Linked DNA regions of Oryzias latipes: region 2 is linked to region 1. Evidence: chromatin contacts called from public Hi-C data. All regions are on one chromosome and are shown on one strand. The core of a region is the stretch at or near the end of the contact, and the rest is flanking DNA. Distances in the headings are between cores, read along the strand shown. Region 1 overlaps LOC101157017 (histone deacetylase 4). Region 2 holds the start of LOC101164604 (ankyrin repeat and SOCS box protein 1).

The links. Hi-C and Micro-C count contacts between places; a contact is called where the count stands out from the background.
Region 2: a Hi-C map of fibroblasts shows a contact between it and region 1, with 1.7 times the contacts expected there. The contact joins the promoter of LOC101164604 here to the enhancer-like site in region 1. A contact is called at or near these places in 3 of 5 Hi-C or Micro-C datasets (embryo and fibroblasts).

The regions. Positions count from the first base shown.
Region 1 is chr21:26,294,157-26,300,712 of ASM223467v1, reverse strand. LOC101157017 (histone deacetylase 4) reads right to left here. Exons shown (of 28, transcript XM_020713280.2): 22 at 5,581-5,700; 23 at 5,391-5,488. Among protein-coding and RNA genes, the nearest start is that of twist2, 28 kb to the left of the region's middle. Within about 2 kb of position 2,807, at least 2 of the 8 cell types and tissues checked have an H3K27ac peak or open chromatin away from gene starts, as enhancers often do.
Region 2 is chr21:26,396,280-26,402,835 of ASM223467v1, reverse strand. LOC101164604 (ankyrin repeat and SOCS box protein 1) reads left to right here and starts at 3,665. Exons shown (of 5, transcript XM_004082011.4): 1 at 3,665-3,881; 2 at 4,267-4,405. The coding sequence starts at 3,791.

The DNA of each region.
Region 1 (6,556 bases), core at 1,558-4,057:
TAGTTTTACCCTGCTGGGGGTGTGCAGGTTTATTCCATCTCCAGCTCCCCGTTAAATTACAGCCCTGAACTATGCCCCCCCCCCCCCACCCCCACCCCTCACTCCCCTACCACCACAGCACAACACAAATGTACACACAGCTGGCGGAGGGCGAGGTTGGAGGGAGCATTAGAAGGTATTTGGGAGTCCCAGACAGGGAAGGCGTGCGTCACTGTGCCTTTGGATGCATCTGGCAACATTTCAGGGAAGACGTCATGCCAAGATGAAGGAGCTCACCGAGACACACGGACACTGGGTACAAAAGCTTCGAAAACAGGACGGATGAAGAACTTCCGCTCTAACAGGAACCAGCTGATCTCAGAATGATACGTCTGCCATTCACAGTCACAGATAACAAACATTTAGGCTGCTTCAAATAAACAGACTTGACCACAGATGCAGATACGGTCTGTTGGAAGAGCACAGATGACAGGACACCTCAACCACCACAGACAGAAAGTTCTACTCATGAGGCTGCACTGTGCTGGTGTCATCACTTCCAGCTCTGAGGTTCAAACCACAATAATGTGCTACCACAATGATGAAGAAGGAAGCTGGTGGTTTAGAAGAAGAACACTGTTTACGATGCTGGCTTAGGGACATGCTAAGGGAAGGGACTGCATTCTCTAACCGAGTAAAGACCACTACATCAAAGAATGGACAGAAAACACTTGTTTTTTGAGAATTAGGATGTTTTTTAAACTCCTTGATAATATCCACAAAAAATTCCAGTATCATTTTTATTGAGATAAAGATAGGTTAGTGATTGGTTACAGGAGACATGGAATGGAGGAGATTAATTGACAAGATCAACAGCCAATCAGGAAGAAGAAGAAGAAGGAATTAATGAATGGTTTATTGTTCAAGGAAATCCGGAAAAATACATTAACCCTTCTTTAGACTTGAACAATCCGAACAGAGGAACTTTCTTAAATAATCTGTTCCTTTTACAGAGGCACAAAGGCAAAATTAATAACAACAGAAGACAATGCACTGTTTCAAAAACATTAAAGCAAGCAAAATTGCTCTGAAAGATTAATGAAACAGGGAGACTTCAAACGGTGAACTGCAAATAGGGAGTGAACACTGTTGTGTCGGTGGGTTTTTCTAATGATTGATTGGAATAAATTCTATTTTGCTATCATTTAAAGAAAGAAACAACAGAGGAGTTGTTCTCACTTTAAAGATTTAAAAAATTAGCAAAACTTTTTCCGATTAAAGCGGAAATTTCTCTGCAGGCGGCCCCCTACAATATAAAGAAAAAGCCCTTCTATTGCCTCTAGTGGAAGGATGATGAGCTAAAGAGCTGAAAATATGGACCAAGTTCTATATACAATGGGTTTTAAAAAACCAAATCAACCTTTTTGAGCTTTTAAGAGTATTATAATTATAATTCCTCTTAATTCATCTTCAAGCATTCCTGTAAAACTCTGCACTCTGAGCACCAACTCCTACTAATCTAAAACAACTAGTGGGTTTTTTCACATTGTGACCTGGATATTCTTGCAGGAAGAGTCTGTGCTGCTAGCACCGCCCCAGGCTAACGCACACAAACACTTTCTCCTCAGAGCTAGCAGTGATCGGCTAAACAACTTTATATGAAGAATATGCACATCCATCTTTGCAAAAGTTTGGACATTGTTTGTTTTCGTGGGCGAAACGCAGAGACACAGCCGAGGCCGGCTCTAGGTAGACGTCATGAAATGGGGCGGCACCCACATGGAGCGAAAAAGGCGGAGCCTCAGAGATTGAGTCGTCTTACTTCATAGTATAAAAAAATGAACTGTGACAATAAGTCATATTTCATTTAAAAAAAATTCTTTATTTTTCCACAGGTAACGTTCATTTATTCACTCACACATCTTCTTAACCATTTGTCCCTTTCGGGGTCATGGGGCTGCTGGAGCCTATCCCAGCCACTCGAGGGCCAAGGCAGGGGACATCCTGGACAGGTCACCAGTCTGTCGCAGGGCCCAAAGGTAGCATATTATCATATAAATAGATAGATTTTACTCTGAAAAGTTTTTATGGAACATGATACAAATGGCCATATCAGGTTAAAACCACTGAGTTTCTTCCAGTTACTTTTTGTTTACTGGTTTACCTAGCAAAGTGAGTGCATGCACACTGATGTAATTGCAAAAACAATTAGGATATTCAACAATCAGCGAAGTACAGTTAGTTTAAACAAATCCGAAAAAGGGTCTTAAGCATCCTGCTTGTCCCCCAGCTGAGGTGAGATGACATCATTGTGGCTGCTTCCACATTCTGAAGGAGGAATAGATTTCCCATTGATGTATGATGGATTTTTTTCTCTTTCATGTGTGACCTCTGCAGCCCTTTTCAAATCCGTGAAGTCCATCTGTCTCTGTGCATGAAAGGCCAGGTGTAGGGCCGAAGCAGAGCGCGCCCTACAGAGGGAGCAAAAACCTCATCCCACCGGCAAACAAAAGGTTAACCGGCAGAGTTTGAGGCTTCCCTCCTCCGTTCATAAAAACAGTAGAAGTGAGCGTGGCGGCGGCAGTGGAGGAGGAGGAGGAGAGACGAAGAGGGTGAAAAACTCACACACACACACTTAGACTTCAAAGCCCTGTCATCTGGCACTGCGGAGAGCTGGTTTGAATTAAGTTTTATTCTCTCTCTTCTTTCCAAGTTCATGGCAAAGAGTGGGGGGGGGGGGGTTGACAGAGGGAGAGAGACGCTGCTTCTGGTTTTCATTAGGGCCAATTTTCTTATCTCCCCCCCCTCTGTGCTTTCTGGAGGCTCTGAGTTGATCCCCTGTGAATGCAACGTGGCACCAGCCCCGCAGTGGACCAGGACCCAGAAACACGACTCAAAGGAAGGGCCCACATTGCCCGATACATACCGAGGCTCCAGGCATCAGGTGTTTGCATGAGTAAGTGCAGCAAACTACTGTTTAAAAATCCTCTCATTCATGGTAAATGTTGCATAATTGTGTGTTTTATTCCTTTTTTTCTTTTAAACCAAGCAGCATCTGCATCATAGTTTTTTATGTGTGCATGATCTATGAGCCACTTGACAGGTTTGTTGCCGTCCCACTGGGACAATAAATTGTCAGAAAGTGCCAAAGCCTTTGGGGATTAAAGGCCCCAGGGAAGGAAGAAGTAAACAACCAAACTGATATTCTTCCTTGCTACCCCCCTCTCTCTCACGCACACACACGCACACACACACACACACAGACACACACAAAACAAGAGTGATCTTTGATGATCAATGATTAACAATAGGTATGAAAAACACACAAACAGGACCTGCCATCACAGGCATGAATGTGTTCCAGGACAGACTTACCAACAGCATGAAAAAAGCTATAACGTAAAAAAAACGATTTAAAAATAAAAAAGTAGTCATATTTTTTGTGAGTGAATAAAATCCAGCATAAATGAAAAGCAGTAATTCAAAGTAAAAGGTGGCTACTTTAGAGAACCTACTATATGACATATTTTCAGTTGTTTCACACTGTTTTGTTCATGTGTTCATTCATAGTTTTAATGCCTTCAGTGTGAATCTACAATTTTCATAGTCACGAAAATGAAGAAAACTCTTTGAATGAGAAGGTGTGTCCAAACGTTTGGTCTGTTCTGTAGATAAGTGAGGAATCGCCCCTTCCAGGAAGAGTTTGCGCTGCCAGCACCGCCGCAGGTTAACACACACACTTATTTTTTCTGAATTCGCTGTATTTGCGAGTGTCTCTGGTCCCTAACCCCGCGAATGAGGGGGGATCAGAATCAGAATCCTTTTATTTTCATATGTGCAGCTTTTACATTGACATACGAGATGTGTTCCAGTACAACCTGAACAAGATCAGACATACAACAAATACACACATACAGTTCAGAGTTGACTGAGGCTGCAGCTTCATGGGATGCGCGCCTTGCTTTGGATGGGTGTAGATTGGTTACGAATGGGAGGGGGGGCATTGGTGACAAAAAAAAGTTTATCAGCTTATCTGGATTTACATTTACCTTCAGGTGATCCTGATTTGACCCCATATGTACTGTACGTACAAAGAAAATGAAACAAACAGCCGCCATCTGCTCTTGTTCTTCACATGCGATTCGACCGCCTTGATCCCCCCTCTGTTTTAAATGTCTGTCGGCAAACCGTACAGTTTTTTACATAAGGATTTCCACTACCTGGTCTCAACCACCTACTTTAATGTAATCCCTACTTTCAATTTCTTCATGAATTTGCACTTTCCCCCTTTTCCCACCAATTAGCCAGCCGAGGTTAGAACGATTTGTGACCAGGTCACGACCTTGTAACACAGCGCATCCTGGCAATGCTTTTTTATGACAGGAAGTCATCACTCTGACAAGAAAAATATTTGATCCACTGACCAGAATTTAAGGCCTTATTTTGAGTTTAGTTAATCTAAGACCTTTTAGGACTTTAAGGATCTGCAGCCACCCTGGTCAACAGTCTGTCATTTTTTTCTGCCAATGCATTATTTGGATTTTTTAAAGATCTGATAGAAAATAAGATACATAACTTAGCCGTTAGTGTGCAAATCTGAAAATACTTTTTATTATTTCTACATCAAGAATGGATCTTTTTTAAACAGCACTTTATTTGTCTGCCCCAGACTCACAACAGTTAATAATAAAATGCAGTTTTAAGCTTAATGTTCCTAAAATATGTCCTCCATCATTAGAAAAAAAAACATAAAAACATTTTAAAAACACCCCATCTATGAATTTTATCAGAGTGGGTATTAAAAGACTGTTACAAAAAATAAGAATGAATTCTGTCACTTCATTTTTGTGGAACTAAGTTTCAGTTACCGGTTGTTGCTATTGCATAATATTCGATTTTCTTGTCACAGATGCGTTTGCAGCAAGAGGAGCAGAAAGTCGAAAGGGGTGTGGAAATACCAGAATGAAAACAGACCCTTTTGGGGGGGAGAAAGGGTACTGGGGTGCATTAACGGACTAAGGTGCATTTCCTGGAAGTTGCGTGCTGAAGCTGGGATCAGACAGTGGCCTGTCAGCTCAAAGCATCGGGCTCCGGCCTGACGGACGCAGATGGACACTCCTAGAACCATCTTCAAAGAGGTTCTAGGAGACTGGAACAAATCTAAGTCTATCTATCTATCCGGCTGCTGGAACCTAAACTGCACATATCTGCGTTAGGAAAACCTGCAGATAGTAAGTAGGGTGGGAGCGTGAGAATATCTAGATACCTTCAGAGACACGACAACCACTAAAAATCCTGCCTAGCATGAAGACCAGACTGTTGTCCTTTTAGGAGCTTTAAAAGAGGATTTAAAGGAATTATTGATCATGTAGTGAAGTACACATACACAGTGGGAAGTTTTTCGGGCTTACCTGAATGCAGCTAAATATTCTGCATCAGCCATGGGAGGTTCCAGTCCTCCAGTGAAGGCCACGTTTACGTTGAAGCCTACACCTGCTCCGCTTCCCACCTGGAAGGCAGAAAAGCACAGTTTGCTATGGGCAAGTGTCTGCAGGCGGATGGGAAGGCGAGCAGATAAGACAGAGCGGGAGCTGCGCTCACCTCATCAGGGGCTCCGCTGCCGGGAAAGAAGTTTCCGTCGTCATAACGATGCAGAGATAGGTAGAGGACATTGGGGTCCGCGTAGAAAGCCTGCTGGGTGCCGTTGCCGTGATGAACATCCTGGAGATGAAATAAGCATAAGCATAAAAGCATAAGCATAAAAAAAATTTTAAAGGAGGACTTATTAACATCTTCCACTTCAATCGCTGCTGGCTTTCACCGATGACGTTAATTAAACGACGTCTTTATATTCAAAGAATGCTTTCATACGTCGATGAAAAGATGTCCCCGTTAGCTGGAGGCGAGCGACATGACAGTGAGCCTGCGCTCCGTCTGCGACAGAGAGAGGAAATGAAAACGGGAACTTCAAAGACTGCTGGCGAAGAGAACGACCAGCTGGGGATGGAGGTGAAGAGCGTCGCTCCTGGACACCAGAAAGGCGCCATCACCGAGAAGGAACACAATGCAACATGAAAAATAGATGTGGATTTGGATCACATAGACCCACTATCACAAAAACTGGTCTTGTAGTTTTGGGGTTATTAACATGTCATTGTGGCATTGTTGATATATAAGAGATGGGCTAATTTTATTTTTTCTGGCCATTACAGATGACTGATATTTTCCCTGCAACTGTGGCCGATATTTGCCGATACTTAAGCGTTTAAGTTTAGATTTTCTTTTTGTTTCTTATTTAGAAATGCTCAACTTTTCTTTTACTGTACAATCACATTGTACTTGACCTTTTTAACATACAGCAAAGGATCTGATAGGAACAAGTATCAGCATTCAGACCATTTATTGACTATTGGACATAACTTTAAACAAAAAGCTCCTCATTGTCAGGGATCTATTAGGAACAACACGTATCCCCATCAAAAATAACATTTACCTGTAAACAGTCACTTACTGACTATGCTGTGCTATGCTGTGCTCAGGTCTCTGCACTGGCTCCCTGTACCTCAAAGAATAGACT
Region 2 (6,556 bases), core at 2,416-4,915, 100 kb before region 1:
ACACTTCACATGTTCAAACTTTTATGAAGAAGAGCAGTTACTTTAAGCAAAACATGCTTTATTGGAATGGTTCCAAATCCTATTTTGAAATAAGGATGCATACAAAAAACTGTGAAACATGCATATCGCATTGAAGGAAATAAACATGGGCTGCACGGTGGCACAGGCAGTGGTTAGCGGTCTTTCCTCACAGCAAGAAGGCTCCCGGTTTAAGTCCCGGCTGGGGGACATGGAAAACACAATAACAGGGGTTTCTTCAGACATACCTCTGGTTTGCCAGAAGATTCATAACCCCTGTCGTAAAAGTAAAATATGTCCAACACAAGAGGCCTTCAGCTCTCATCTGTCTGCCCAGCTGTTGGACAGGACAAGTAAAAAAAAAAAAAAAACAACAATGGGGGACCTTTCTGTGTGGAGTTTACATGTTATCCCCGTGCGTGCATGGGTTCTCTCCTGGATCTCCAGCTTCCTCCCACCATCCAAAAACATGCTTCATAGATTAATTGGCAACTAAATTGTCCATAGGTGTGAGTGTGAATGGGTGTGTGATTGTGGACATTCTACCCTACAACAGACTGGTGACCTCTATCGCCCACAAGTGGCTGGGATAGGCTGCGGCAGCCCCGTGACCCCGAAAGGGACTTAACGGAGTAGAATATGAAAACAAAAGGAAAGAAACATAGGAAGGGAATGAATACAAAAGAAATGATATGAACCAGTACTGCATATGTTATATATGCAACCCCCCTGATCTTCCCTTCTCTTGTCACTGAGAAATCGCCCACAGACTTCACACACTTCCCATGGACTCCTACTAAACCAGTTAAGTCCTGTGTGCTCAATCCTGGAAGTTTTTTTTTAGACAAAAAAGCTGCACTAAAGTTTCTTGCAGATTGTTGCAGAGATTACTTCCTCTAACCCTTGTGCTATCCTAGGAACTTTACCATTGGGAGTTGGGTCATCTAGACCCACTAGACAGTGCGCTGAACCTTTTTTCTTCAATGATTTGTGATCTTCACTGGTGTCCATGGATTACATGACACCTACCTTTATCCACCTTTGTCATGGTAGGGAGAACACATCAATGTAAGGGTGGGGTCATCTAAGATAGCACAAGGGTTAAATCCTGACAGAACTTGATCTCCTCTCAGCTCACGAGAAGGTCCAGCAGCATTAGGACAAACTATCGACCAGCAGTCACTTCTCCTTCATTCACTCCAAACAAAACCAGCAGAGGGAAGCTCTTCAGGTCTCACATGAAACCAGGAGAAAGTTCTGAACCTTTCAGTGGGAACATTCCCTGGTCAACACATGAGGGATCTCTCATACAGCCCAGTTGATTCCACATGTGTTGGGGTTTATAGAGGCTCATTCGGGTGTAGAAAACCCGACTCTAAGAACCAGTTTGACCCGAATTGAAGTACGGAGAGATGTTGGGAGAGATGCTTGTATTCACACTGTTCTGATCTTTGCTTTATTCTTAATCCTAAAGAGAGTATGGTGGCTTGAATTTAGATTGGGGTTTTCTCGGTCTGGGTTCAGAGAGAGGTTTTACCCTCAACGCTTGGTTCTGCTAGAAATGTCTCTAAGTAAAACCCTTTCTCAAGAGTTTAACAAAGTGGCTGAGTCTCCATTGCATGTTTGTGTGAAAAACCTCCGTGAAGACCATGATGATGATTTTGATGTCCTTTTTTGATGTTGTATTATAAAGATTATTTCTGAATGTCGTTTTTGCTGCCACAGATAAATGAAATTTCCCCATTGTGGGATTAATAAAGTCATCTATCTATCTATCTATCTATCTATCTATCTATCTATCTATCTATCTATCTATCTATCTATCTATCTATCTATCTATCTATCTATCTATCTATCTATCTATCTATCTATCTATCTATCTATCTATGAGCGAATGTTCTGGGATAATTATGGTGTGATAATCACAGCAAACCATAGAGAGCAGTTGATCGTCAATAAAGGATGTATTGATCTCTACACAACACTGACACAATAAACTGACATAAATCTGAGATGGTAAAATCTGATTTTAAAGGTGCCCTTTGTTAAGTGGATTCAAGACTGAGTCCAGTCAGCAGTTGGTAGGTGGTATTAAAGTGAGGCATAAATCCATCCATCTTCTGAACCTGCTGAACCCCATGGAGTTCCTGGAGCTAACCCAGCTACTGTAGGGTGAGTTGGGGTACACCCTGAACCCATCAATCTGTTGCAGGGCTACACACTCACAGTCACACTTAACGACAATTTAGAGACACTAATTAACCTATGAAGCTTGTTTTTTGGACTCTGGAAGGAAGCCAGAGCACCTGGAGCAAACCCACACATGCACGAGGAGAACATGCTAACTACACACAGAAAGATCCCAGCTGCGATTTCAATCCCCGCTTTTTCGCTGCGAGGCAAGAGCGCCAACCACTGCCTGTGCCACTGTGCAGCCCAGGGGGCATAAAGAAACATTAAAGACCCCAGGAGTATTTTATAACTTCCTGCTAAATGTGCCTGGTGTGATGCTCAAATGTAATGCTTTGAGCTGCTTCTCCATCTATCAATTTACACCTCGAAAATTCAACACTGGAGAACCAACCCTTAGCAAAAAGTCGTCTCTTTCAGTGCAATACAAGTATACTTACTTGAAGTTAACTTTTTTTAATACTATCTAATCTATCCATGCATCCTCTTAACCTGCTGGATGCCTTCTGGGTCACTGGGTCGCAGCAGCCAGTCTCAACTACTGCTGGGTGAAGGCGGGCTCGCAGGGTGCTCTATTTTTAATTTTTATTTTTATTTTTTTGGCAGCTGTTAATTGCTGCCATCCAAAATAAACAAACAAACAAACGTACATTCAAAGAATTGTCAAATTAACTTTAAAAGCCCAGAAGAAAATGTCTCACGAGTTATTTATGTTTGTTTAAGGTGGTATTTCAAATCAAATCAAATCAACCTTTATTTATATAGCACCTTTACAACAACACGTCACTCAAAGTGCTGTGCATAAAATACAATAAAGTTTAAAAACAAGATGACAAGACAAACAGTGCCGACAACCCCCCCCCCCACACACACACACACACACACACACACACACACCCACGCACACCATGATATAAAGAGTGATGAAATGATAGAATGTAGAGACCTGGCTTTGTCCTGAAGTGGGGAAATGATATTTTGGGGACATGTCCACATCAGTGACCCCCACCCAAGTTCACGGAGTACACTACCACAGGACCCCCCAGATCCAATCAAAAGAGTCAGAGTCAGACCCGGGAGATCCCATTGCAGCGACCCCTTTCACTGAGAAGGGTCAGTCACCGATGTGGAGGATCCCTTAGAGGAAATTTATGGTTATTTAAACTGTAAACATTCCAGCTCATCAAACTTAAAAGTTTAATACATAAGTCATCCATGCAGACTAATAATTGAACTGAAATCCATTCAAAAGTTTGACCTTCAATGGCAGCAACTTGAAACAGTGAATTTTGAAAAATGTATTGAGTTAAATAGCTTTTTTTAAATTGTATTTATTTATTTTACTTCACCCTTATTTATTTCTAAAATCTTTAGTGAATCTAACCCTTTTTTTCAGTAGTTGGTTTGGTTAAAACCCGCGCTGGCACTTTAAGCTGCACAGCCAGCCCGGAAGTGACGCCGTGATCTGCGCAGACGCCTTCGTCAACTCCGTCCTGCTTGTTTATGCTCTCCTGTCTGGTCCGGACCCCCGCCTGTCCCTGCGTCTGTGTGTCGGGATCGCCTCTGCGTTCAGTCGTGCAGCATGGCTGACGGTCCGGACGCGGACGAACCGCCCAGTATCCGGTTCCTTCCGCTCATCACCGTGTCCGACCTGCCCACATCCACCCCTGCAGGTGAGCAAGTCTGCACGAGCCGCGAGCCGCCACCAACCAACCCGTCCATCATCTGTCACCCTGATGCAGACGGCATAAGATGTTCTGACTGAACCAGAAGTACCGCAAATTCCCATAGACGTCTATAGAGAAATAAACAGCGTCTCTATAAATAAACTATTTTTTTATTTAACATGTTCCAATCTTTCTAATCCTAAATTTTTCTTTAGTGCATTCAAGTCATAAACCGACCAATCAGATCCCTCCATTAAGTTAGGCGGTGCCTTCTGGCCCCAACATCCAATGATCAAAACATTTGACTGACAGATGTCGTGCAGCCTAGGCTCTTTCATGTTTTAAATATATAAGGAAAACTCAAACTGATGTTTGGAAGTGTGCTCTGTAGGCCGCAACCTGAAGGAATGGCTTCAGGAGCAGTTCTGCGACAAACCTCTGGAGCAGGATGACATGCGGCTCCACAACGCGGCCTACGTGGGAGACCTGGACACCCTGAGGAACCTGCTGCAGGAGGACAGCTTCCGACTGTGAGACCAAACTTTAAGAAAGGCTGCAGCTCTGTGGCTGATTCAACTCATTAAAGATTAAAAAGTTGCAATCGGAAACTCTAAAAAACAAAAACAGAAGCCCAAATCATTACATCCCCACTACTGTGCTTTACAGTTGGTGATTCAGCCAAATATACGAATGCTAGAAAACTTCTTGTTCTTTTTTAGAATTATGTACAATGGGCCTAAAGTTCAAATCACATCAATAAATCTCAAAAATCCCATTGTCAATTTTTAAAATAATTTATTTGTGTATTATGGTGGAAAATAAGGTTTTGGTCACCAACAAACAAGCACGATTTCTGGCTCCCACAGACCTGTAACATCTTCTGGAAGAGGATCCTCTGTCCTCCACTCATTACCTGTATTAATAATACCAGTTTGAGCTCATTATCTATACAAAAGACACCTGTCCACAGCCTCAAACTCCACTATGGCTGAGACCAAAGAGCTGTCTAAGGACACCAGAAACTAAATTGTTGATCTGCACCAGGCTGGAAGACAGAATCTGTAACAGGTAAGCAGCTTGGTCTGAAGAAATCAATTATTAGGAAAGGAAGTCATGCAATACCACTGACAATCTTCCTCCACCTGGGGCTCCCCGCAAGATATCGCCCCATGGGGTCCAAATGATCACAAGAACAGTGAACAAAAATCCCAGAACCACACGGGGGGACCTAGTGAATGACCTGCCAAGAGCTGGGACCAAAGTAACAAAGGCTACCATCAGTAACACACTACGCCACCAGAGACTCAAACCCTGCAGTGCCAGACGTGTCCCCCTGCTGAAGCCAGTACATGTGCCGGCCCGTCTAAAGTTTGCTAGAGAGCATTTGGATGGTCCAGAAGAGGATCTGGAGAATGTCCTATGGTCAGATATAACCAAAATAGAACCTTTTGGCAAGAACTCTACTCGTCGTGTTGAAAGGAGAAAGAATGCTGAGTGTCATCCAAAGAACACCATACCTACTGTAAAGCATGGGGGTGGAAACATCATGCTTTGGGGCTGTTAGTCACCAACAGGACCAGGACGACTGATACGTGTAAAGCACACGTGTCAAACTCAAGGCTTGGGATGTGGCCCTCCATGTCATTTTATGTGTGCGGCAAGATGCTGGGGATCTTCCACCAGTCTGTGGTAGCCAGCACCCTGTTCTCCTCCGTGGTCTGCTGGGGAAGCAGCATTGCAGTCAGTGACACCAACAGACTGAACAAGCTGATCAGGAAGGCGGGTTCTGTCATTGGCTGCAAACAGGAAACATTTGAAGCAGTGATGGAGAGGAGGTCACGGAACAGACTCCTTTCAATCATGGACAACCCAGAGCATCCTCTCCACCCTGTTCTGGACAAACAGCGGAGCTCCTTCTCTAGGAGGCTCAGACAGCTCCGCTCCAAAACTGCCCGGTACCAGAAATCCTTCCTACCCGATACAATAACCCTGTACAACAACTCACTGTGCAAAAGATAACCTTTGCACATTTTTTTATTAGCTATTTATTAATTTTTTTCTATTTTGCACATTTCTTTTGCACATCTTTTTACCTGCACTGTTCTGTAAATAGCTTTTTAAATTATACTACCTTGTTTTTTGCATTTATGCTACATTTTCTTTGTTCTTTTTTTATATTATTCTTAGTCTTTTTTTTTTCCCCTCTGCTGTCAGTTGCTATGGTGACAAACAAATTTCCCACGTGTGGGATCAATAAAGTATTTCTGATTCTGATTCTAAAAATCAAACAATGTGATTTTCTGGATTTGTTTTGTTCTCATTTTGACTCCCATAGTTGAGTTTTACCTATGAGGAAAATTACAGGCTTCTCATTTATTTTTAAGTGGGAGAACCTGCACAATTAGTGGCTTACTAAACCTGTTTTCCCCCACTGTATGAAATATCTCAGACAATTCAAAAAGGAAAACAATTTAAAAAAAATGTCATTGTTTAACATTTAATTTTTTAAATCTGGAAATAACTTGAGTTTTCTAAAATATTTCATCTTTATTTAGCTTACATTTTTTGGGGTCTTTTTTAGTCATGTTTTGTTTTCTGGAATTTTTTTGCAAATTTCTAAAATGTTTTTTTTTTATATGAACAGTTTTCCTGTCGTTGTGATCCTTAATAGGTTTTGTGTT